2 separate regions of the Gossypium arboreum genome follow, and region 1 is linked to region 2. Evidence: chromatin contacts called from public Hi-C data. All regions are on one chromosome and are shown on one strand. Each heading gives the region's core, a stretch centred on a gene start, on an enhancer-like site or on the middle of the called end of the contact. The rest is flanking DNA. Distances are from core to core; before and after follow the strand shown.

Region 1 (4,408 bases), core at 388-2,887, 48 kb after region 2:
ATCAAATTCACCTCCTTGCTAATATGTTGGACCACCATAGTCCAATCCCTTAAACAAAGGCTCCTTATGTCAGCAACAAATGGAAGAAGAAAATCATCACTTGAGCCATGTAGAAGCATATTCACCATATCAAGATAGTCACTCTCTACCTGAACTTTCTTATATCCATGCTCCCATGCAATTCTAAGCCATTGTACATTGCCCATGCTTCAGTTTGCACAACTGAACGTTCACCCAAGCATCGACCATACCCAAAGATCCAGGCCCCGTTTTTATCTCTTAATAGACCTCCTCCAGCTGCTTTTTTCACCATGCTCTGCACAGGACCATCACAATTAACTTTGATCCATCCAGGGTTTGGTAATATCTAATAATTAACCCTTGGGCTAGACTTGCAACCATGACTCCTTATATGAGAACCATAACACCTAGCCCAGGCCAAACTAGTGAGAATAATGTTATAGGCAGAACAGTTGGCACCATTAAATATAAAGCCATTCCTGCTCTTCCACAACTTCCAGCACACCATGCCAAAAATTGAACTCCAAAGAGGAATATTAGACCGCCAATTCGCAGAGCTCCCAATATTAGAGACCAACCAGGATCGAAGATCCTGATTGAAAAAAGAAAAAGAAAAAGAATGAGCATCATGGGGAATAAGATTAATCCAAACTGCCTTAGCGATGGAGCAATCCCTTATGATAAGAATGCAAGTCTCGGTCAAAGCACCACACAAGGAACAAGAGGGGTTGTCAGCCAATCCTCGCCTAACCCTCTCCTCATTTGTTAATAACCGATTATTAAGAACTAGCCACAGGAAGTTCTGAACCCTATGAGGACCTTTAAGCTTCCAGATAAGTGATCAAGCTTGATCCTTAGGATTCCATGTAGCTGAAGCGAAATTGTTGTAAGTATCAGAAATTGAAAACTTGCCAGTCTGTGACCAGCGCTAACCACAGCAATCATGTCCCGTAGATAACCTGTGAAGATAAGAGCTAGCAATATGAGAAAGCGTTTCTTGGGAAAGAAAATGAGTTGATAAGTTCCAAGCCGGGTTGTCGTTAGAATCAACCATATCCTTCACCTTACCCTCAATGATTGACTCCATACTTTGAACCACGTGTAAACAAGGGCCAACTTTCGGGATCCAATTGTCACTCCAAAACTTGACTATCTAACCATCACCAATGCACCAAAAAACACCATTAGGAACATCATTCCACACCTTAGACAAAGCTCTCCAAACATGAGAGCATCTCGCGCAAGATTTATTTTCGGACGATCTTCCCACACTTCGTATTACCCTCAAAGGACACGCACCCAAATTTTCAACTGTTGAGAAACAATTTGGTATTTGAGTATAAGGAGAAAGGATTTATTCCAAAAGCGTAAAGACTTAAGACCTAAACCCCCATTTCCAGTAGGCATTCACACTTGCTCTCATATGATGAGAGGTAATTTCCGACGCTCCAATGTAGAGCCCCAAACAAAATTTCACTCTATCTTCTCATTTTGTAGACAAGTACTCAGTAATATGGAGGAAGTTTTCATAAAGGAATTTGGTATAAAAACTAACGCAGATTGCGTAAGAGCTACGTGCCTGGGCAACTCAATTATTAAGCTTATTATGAACCTTGTCAATAATACACTATAACGTTTCCTTCTTGACCCTCGAATGGAAAAGAGGCATTCCCAAATACCTTTCAAATCCAAAAATATATATATTCAAAATAACTGAAGTAAACCAAGCTCATCCAAACTCAACTTAAAACAATCAGGGAATCCGATCAGAGCCCACCCAAACATTTGTTTTGCCAGCTCTATTTGCGCTTTTTAAGATTAATAGTCAAATAAAAAAAAAAAGTAAAAAATTGTCAAGTATCAGGTATCAAATCAAAACGGCACTCGAAATCCTTATTTTAAGATTTTTATTCTCTTCCGTCCTGTTTCCAATTTTCGTTTGCTTTGCCTTCAATGCCTTCCCTTCAATATAAATCGCTTCTTCATTACAACTCCCTCCTATTTCGCAATCAATTCCTCAACGTTTCCGCCGCTTCTCCTCCCTCTCCGCCACCACCCAATCGAAATCTTTCCTGCCGGATTACGTCTCAAAGCATGTCTTGCTCTTCCGAAACTCCTTTGCCAACTCTCCGTACAGTTACTATAACTTATTACGAACTCAAGGTCAGTTCCTAATCACATATGCCTTCTCCGAGTTGACTCGTTTGTGTTGGATCTCTGACCAGAATTGACCGTGATCATGTGCTCTAAAATTCTTAGTTTCCTTGAATTTTCCTGCAGTTTCTTGGCAACCAAACCGAGTTAATGACGTGTTATTTTAGAAGTTCTTGGATTTTGCCTATACGTATCTGCATGCTTCAGATTTTAGTATTATTAGTAGTATTGTTATTTTCCGTCTCGTTTATGGAAATGTATTGAAACAGGACAAGGATGCTGATCTGTCGTTGAAAATTGAAGAAGGGTTTGGACCGAATGGACTTGGAATTCTATCAATTACTGATGTATGTTTATCTTTCTTTTCTTTTTTTCTTTTAGAAATTAGTTTGTTTATGAGTTGATTTTCCTTTACTGTTATTCCTTCACTACGTATTCATTGTTAGTTTGTTACAGGTTCCAGAGTTTCCCTCACTGCGTCGAAATCTTCTACGCCTTTCATCGAGGTATGGTATGAGTTTCAAAACAAACTTTTCTCATGATAAATTATCGAAGAAATTTGAAAAATATTTTATAAATTTCCTTCTTAACAGATTAGCTGCCCTGCCTGAAGATGTCAAGAAGGAACTTGAGGATCCTCAGAGTAGGTAATATTTTGTTTTTCTTTTTCCTATTATGTTTTTATCGTGATTCTTAAAAGGAAAGAAGCTATGATATCATGTTAGAAGAAAAGATTAAGAGTGAAGGTAACATAATAATAACACAAAGGACTACGTTGTTTGACTGTGGTGGTCTACATCCATAGGAAAATTTCCAAAGGGTTAATTTGTTGATATTATGAATTGTTGTGTTAGTATATATAAGAGTGCCAGCCTATATAGAAGATTCTCACCAATTTAGGAAGGAGTCAAGCAAGGAAATTGTATGGTTCTCTCTTTTTTATTATATCAAAATTGTAACGCAATCTTAATAATCTAATTACATTTATCACTCTTAACAGTATTGTTCCTCTGCGAAATTTATTTCTTAACAATGCATATGACTATTGTTCTTAAATAGAGTTTCAACGCATAATGTTGGATACTCTTGGCTTTGTGCCATGTTGTTCATAACTGTCTTTTACCTGTAGGTACAATTTTGGATGGAGTCATGGGAAAGAGCAGCTTGAATCTGGGAAACCTGGTAAATAGTTGCACACTTTGAGTTTTACAACTCAGTATGTTTAAATATGAGTCAATAGCTTGCAGTTTTATTGTTTTTCCTTGCATTTGTATGTAATACTAGAACAAAAAAGAACCAAATAGCTGATATAAAGTAGACCTCACTGGCATACTAGTTTAACTCAACGCTAAAACATATTAACTGCTTATAAACTTCAACCTTGTGTAAATGTCTTGTTTGTTTGTGGGAAAGTGTGTTTTATTTTTCTTCCTCAAATCCCAACATTTATGGCAGGGGAGACTATTTTCACTCTGCTTTCTATAATAGTGAAATCGTGCTCCTAAATTACAGGCAGAGAAAAGGTTCTTGTTTCAGAGATATTGTTTTGCTGGAATGAGGAAGGATCGAGTAAAATTTTGCTAGAGATATGTTCAACTCTAAATTACATTTAGAGGAGAAAGGCCCTTTCAATTAGTTTGATTTCAGATCTGAAACAAAATTAAGAGACTTAAATGGACTGTACTTGTTGCAGAATTTTAGATCCGAGTGCTTTTTTTTCTGTACTTGAAATGGTGTGAATTTCCTTGAAAATGTCTATTTCCAATATAATTGATTTTGAGATATATATATATATATATCTTATGCTCAAATTGTGTTTCTTTTTCTTGTTGGGTTGTCTATTTTTTTTTCCTTTCAATGAGTTGAACATTTTTCTCTTTAATGCCATGCAGATCTTCTGAAAAGTTCGTTCTATGCAAATCCCCTAATTGATGTGCCTACCAATGACGCATACTTGATTCAGAGGTAAATGTGGAAGAATGCAGCATTGATGAGTACCATATTTGCAATTTTCCTATGTAGCATCGTCTTAGATTGGCTCAGAGAACAGTTCCATTTTCTTTTACTTAATGTGTAGGTTATATTACATAATACTTAGACTCTTCCATTTGTGATATATTTGCATCAATAGGTACCATAGATAAAAGGAACATTAATGAGTACCATATTTGCATTGTACTTATGTAGTATTCTCTTCATTTATCTCAGAGACCAGTTCCCTTATTATAATGTC
Region 2 (4,193 bases), core at 481-2,980:
TGACTATTTTTGTAATCTCATATTGCTTTTGTAGTGTATTTTTATGAAGCTGAGTTGAATTTCTTATGGGTATTGGGTATTTAGATATTGGGTTTATTTGGGCTGGGTATGATATGTGTTTTGGGTTTAATAATTAAAATCTTCGGTTTGAGATATTAAAACCTAAAATCCATCGAATAAATTTATTAAACTTAACATTATAACCGATTAATTTATTTTGTTTATTTCGAAATAATTGTTGGGAGTTCCGCAGCAGGAACAATGTGAACGGCATTAGATTAGTTTCAACTATAACCTACTACTCACATACACATAGAAAGCCATCCCGTTTTCATTTTGGCTAATGAATTCCACAAACAAATAGGAGTGCTAAATAAAGTCCATAATCAAATTATATTTTACTTTTGTATCCTTGGCAAAGTCAATACATGATCAATCAATATCCTTTTGTTAGACTTTTCCACCAAAGATTTGGAGCTACCTAAATCTTCCTTTCTACCAATCTAATTGATTGAAGCTACAAATTGTTCCTTCCTAATAAGAAGAAGAAAAAGATAACACAATGTTTAACACATCAGGATTTATTATATGAGATCACTAAGGATATAATTATATGCGGAAGAGTACTTAAATTTACTATTGGAGATTGCCCATAAGGTTTTAATCTTCCAAGAAAATAGTTTTTCTCCTAGTATAACTCTAATGGAGATGGAAAAGAAATACGAAATATATATTATTTATTGGGGATCACTACTCATTTTTAAATAATTTATTATTAAATCAATTTTAGGTATTTACAATTTGACCAATCATCAAATTATAAATACAACTTATGGTATCTACACATTATTTTCATACATTATATATATGTACCCATAATTGAAGATTTCAATCCAACACTCACTCTTCAAGTCCTTCTCTAATTTGTTTCATTATCTTTAGTCCTCCTTTTCTTGGTCCAAAATGGAGAGTGGACTGGTAAGCAACACCTGCAATAGTGTGACATTCCACGTTTGTTTTGCAATGCATGTGCATGTTTTTTTGTTAGAAATCTACAGTGTGATATGGTGAAGCAATTAGTAAACCTATAATCTTTCAAAAAATGGAAAAAACCTGGGACAAAAAAGTCAAGCATGCTTATTTCGAATAACTACACGTACACTTTCTGTTTTCAGCATAAGCGGATTGACTAGTAAAGATTAACTTGTATAATGCATGGCTTGAGCATTTCAGTTGAACAATGGCTTCCATTCACATTTAGAAAGTCATATTTTTCTCTCTTTAATTTTATGATTCTCTACCTTTCTTATTGCTCTTAGAGCTACCCATGAAAATGACAAGGAGCTGGATTGATTGTTGGTACGGTTTTTTAGTCATCTCATTATGCATTATAAACGAATTCTTCTATTTCTTAAGCAAGCATACATCGTTGGATGCTTGACTAAAACTTCTTTCCATTCTCTTTGGATACATTTTTTAATAAAGACGAGAAAAATTTGGCGTGGGTTGGTTGACTTGTCCAGAGAAACATTAATTGACATGGGTCGTGGTCGTAGATAAAAGAGCATGGAACATAGAAGAAATGGAAAACTTGAGCAAGAAGAATAGTGTGCAGCAATAAATAGCAGGCAGGCTTAATTCAATTGGTTTTTAGAGATAGTTAATTTGCTTTGGCATCAAAAGAGAGAGCAATAAATGAAAGATATGTAGGCAGATGTTGACTAGTTATCGGCATTAACGACGTTAGGAACCGTCTTTTAAATGAGCAGAACTACCCTCTTCTCTTTGGGGATATCTAAACTACAGGAGCCGTCCTTTTAATGACTTCCTCCCTCCACTTTATTTCTTTTCTTCCTTTTGGCTTTAAATAATAGTCGTTTTCCCCATAACCAATGCTCCCTCTTAATGACAGATCCATTGAATCTTGGGTTACCTCGCTCCTCATGGTCTCTTCTTTGCCAGTTTGATAGCAGCATGTGAGGTGGTCTTTCTTTCATGCATTCTACAACATGAAAAGCATGCCTCACTATTAGGGTTGATAGAGAAACCAAAACCAATTAGAATTCTTCAATTACAATTTTTTATATTTAAAATAATAAAATAAATTTAATTTTTTATATAAAATTTAGTTTTCTAAAAAATACAAGATTTATTATAAAAATATTTTTATACACAAGAGTTTTTATAAAATATATAAAAATAACTTTACCACATAATATCAAAAGCCATAAAATAAAGGGAAAGAATTGTATGAAACAGAGACATCACATCATTCTGTATCTCTTACTAATTATTTAATGTTATTTCAGCATTTTTTTTCATGTCATTGACACATCATTTTGATAATTTTTTTAACCTGAACTCTCAACCTTAAACCCTGACCCTAAACCTTAGAACTTGGACCTTGAACCCTTGACTCTGAACCTAAGACTTTAGACCATGAACCCTCAACCTTGAATCTTGGACCTTAGACCTTCGACCCTAGGTCTACGATTCAAAGTTCAAGGTTTAGGGTTCAAATTTTAGATTATAGGGCCCAATGTCCAAGATTCAAGGTTCAAGTTAAAAAAGTATCAAAATGAGGTGTCAATGACATAAAAAAATGATAAGATGACATTTAATAATTTATAAGGGATACAAAATAATGTGGTCTCTATTTCATACAATCAGTTTTTCCTTAAAATAAATCTCATTTTGTCAAGATAAATCTAAAAATTCAAAACCTAAACTAATAAAAAAAGATATTAAACCTGATTTTTAAAAATTAAATAAATAAAAGATTTATGTTTCTTGTACATAAAATAAAGGTTAAAATTTTTAATTTCACAAGTGGATTGAAATTTTAATATGACTCCTTAAATTGTATTTAATTTAAAAATAAAAATAAAGAGGACATGCAGTAATATCTCACCTCTAATGTTTATGTTATAAATAATTACCCGTTATAATATTAAAAATAATAATAATAAATTTCAACTATATAATTATTTAAAAGAAAAGTCGAGTGTTGTATTTAGGTACATAGTTAGCTATCGTTTTTTAAAGAGACATGGATAATTATTATTTAAAAGTGAGAAGTTATTAGAAAGTTAGATAATTTTTTTTGGTAGAAATAGTATTAGACTAAAATTCTAAAAAATTACGCTCTATCAATCACTGCATGTATTGCACGTTGAATATCTTCTTCCAATAAATTTCTCACGTATTACCGAGAATCAACTAGGACGATAAAATAATCAGTTTCACCCAACCTCCTTAATGATGTAGTCAACAACCTTTATGACTATTTATTAGTTCAAGATTTATTGGTTTTATTAGTTTTTCTTCATTGTATTGATGTTATTTGACGTGTGACATCAAATTTAGCCACACACTTTATTATTAATATAGATATAATAAAATATCATCACAGATTAGCTAAGACTAGACCATGTCACACTCATAATAAAAATGAAAGATCAAATTTTGTATAAAAAATATAATTATGGAAGATAGCTCATCAATAAATTTATTAATTTTAAGTTTAATCATTAGAATTTTACTTTATTTTTAATTTTATTTAACTATTTTATATAAAAATATCAAACGTAAAAAAGCTAATATTTATATATTTTTTAAAATGATTTTTAAAAAAAATTCTGATTGAATTGGTGATAGACGTATACATAGATTAGGTAATCTATCTAGCTCGAAAGGCTTGACTTGACTTGAGTTAGATTTAGACATGTATTTTACAACTCGTGTAAATTCTATTTGAAAAAATTAATTTAAAAATTATTCATAAGAAAATATATAATATTAATTAAAAATATTTTTAATATTTTATTATTTTTAAACCTTAAAACTAAAACGAAGAAAACAAAATCAAAAGAAAAAGAGGGCGTAGAAAGACAACAGAATCATAGATGTTTTCTTGTCTAAATGGAACGCCACAAAATTAAACATATAGAAACCATGAGTGGTGGGTAACGACACATGGAAGTCATGCAGGAAAAACCACCCCCCACCCCCAAAAAAAAAAAAAAAAAGAAAAGAAAAGAAAAAAAAAGAAAGGTTGAGTTAATTCGACAACTCAACGACCTAACAAAGGATGAGCAGAACAGTGCAGAGCAAGGCTGTAATAGCTTACCTTGTCTCAAGGGATCCTTTTAAAAGGGACCCTTCATCCTTCTTTCAATTGTGGTCTTCGCTTG

Evidence for each region. A called contact is a pair of places that touch in the nucleus more often than the background predicts.
Region 1: a contact with region 2 is called in a Hi-C map of leaf, with 2.6 times the contacts expected there. The contact joins the promoter of LOC108484623 here to the enhancer-like site in region 2. A contact is called at or near these places in 2 of 5 Hi-C or Micro-C datasets (both in leaf).

What each region holds. Positions count from the first base shown.
Region 1 is chr6:131,305,157-131,309,564 of ASM2569848v2, forward strand. LOC108484623 reads left to right here and starts at 1,638. Exons shown (of 15, transcript XM_017788477.2): 1 at 1,638-2,184; 2 at 2,445-2,522; 3 at 2,632-2,681; 4 at 2,769-2,822; 5 at 3,305-3,357; 6 at 4,068-4,140. The coding sequence starts at 1,975.
Region 2 is chr6:131,257,146-131,261,338 of ASM2569848v2, forward strand. No RefSeq gene overlaps it. Among protein-coding and RNA genes, the nearest start is that of LOC108485752, 27 kb to the right of the region's middle. Within about 2 kb of position 1,731, at least 1 of the 2 cell types and tissues checked has an H3K27ac peak or open chromatin away from gene starts, as enhancers often do. A contact at or near this core is called in leaf, where this site is marked.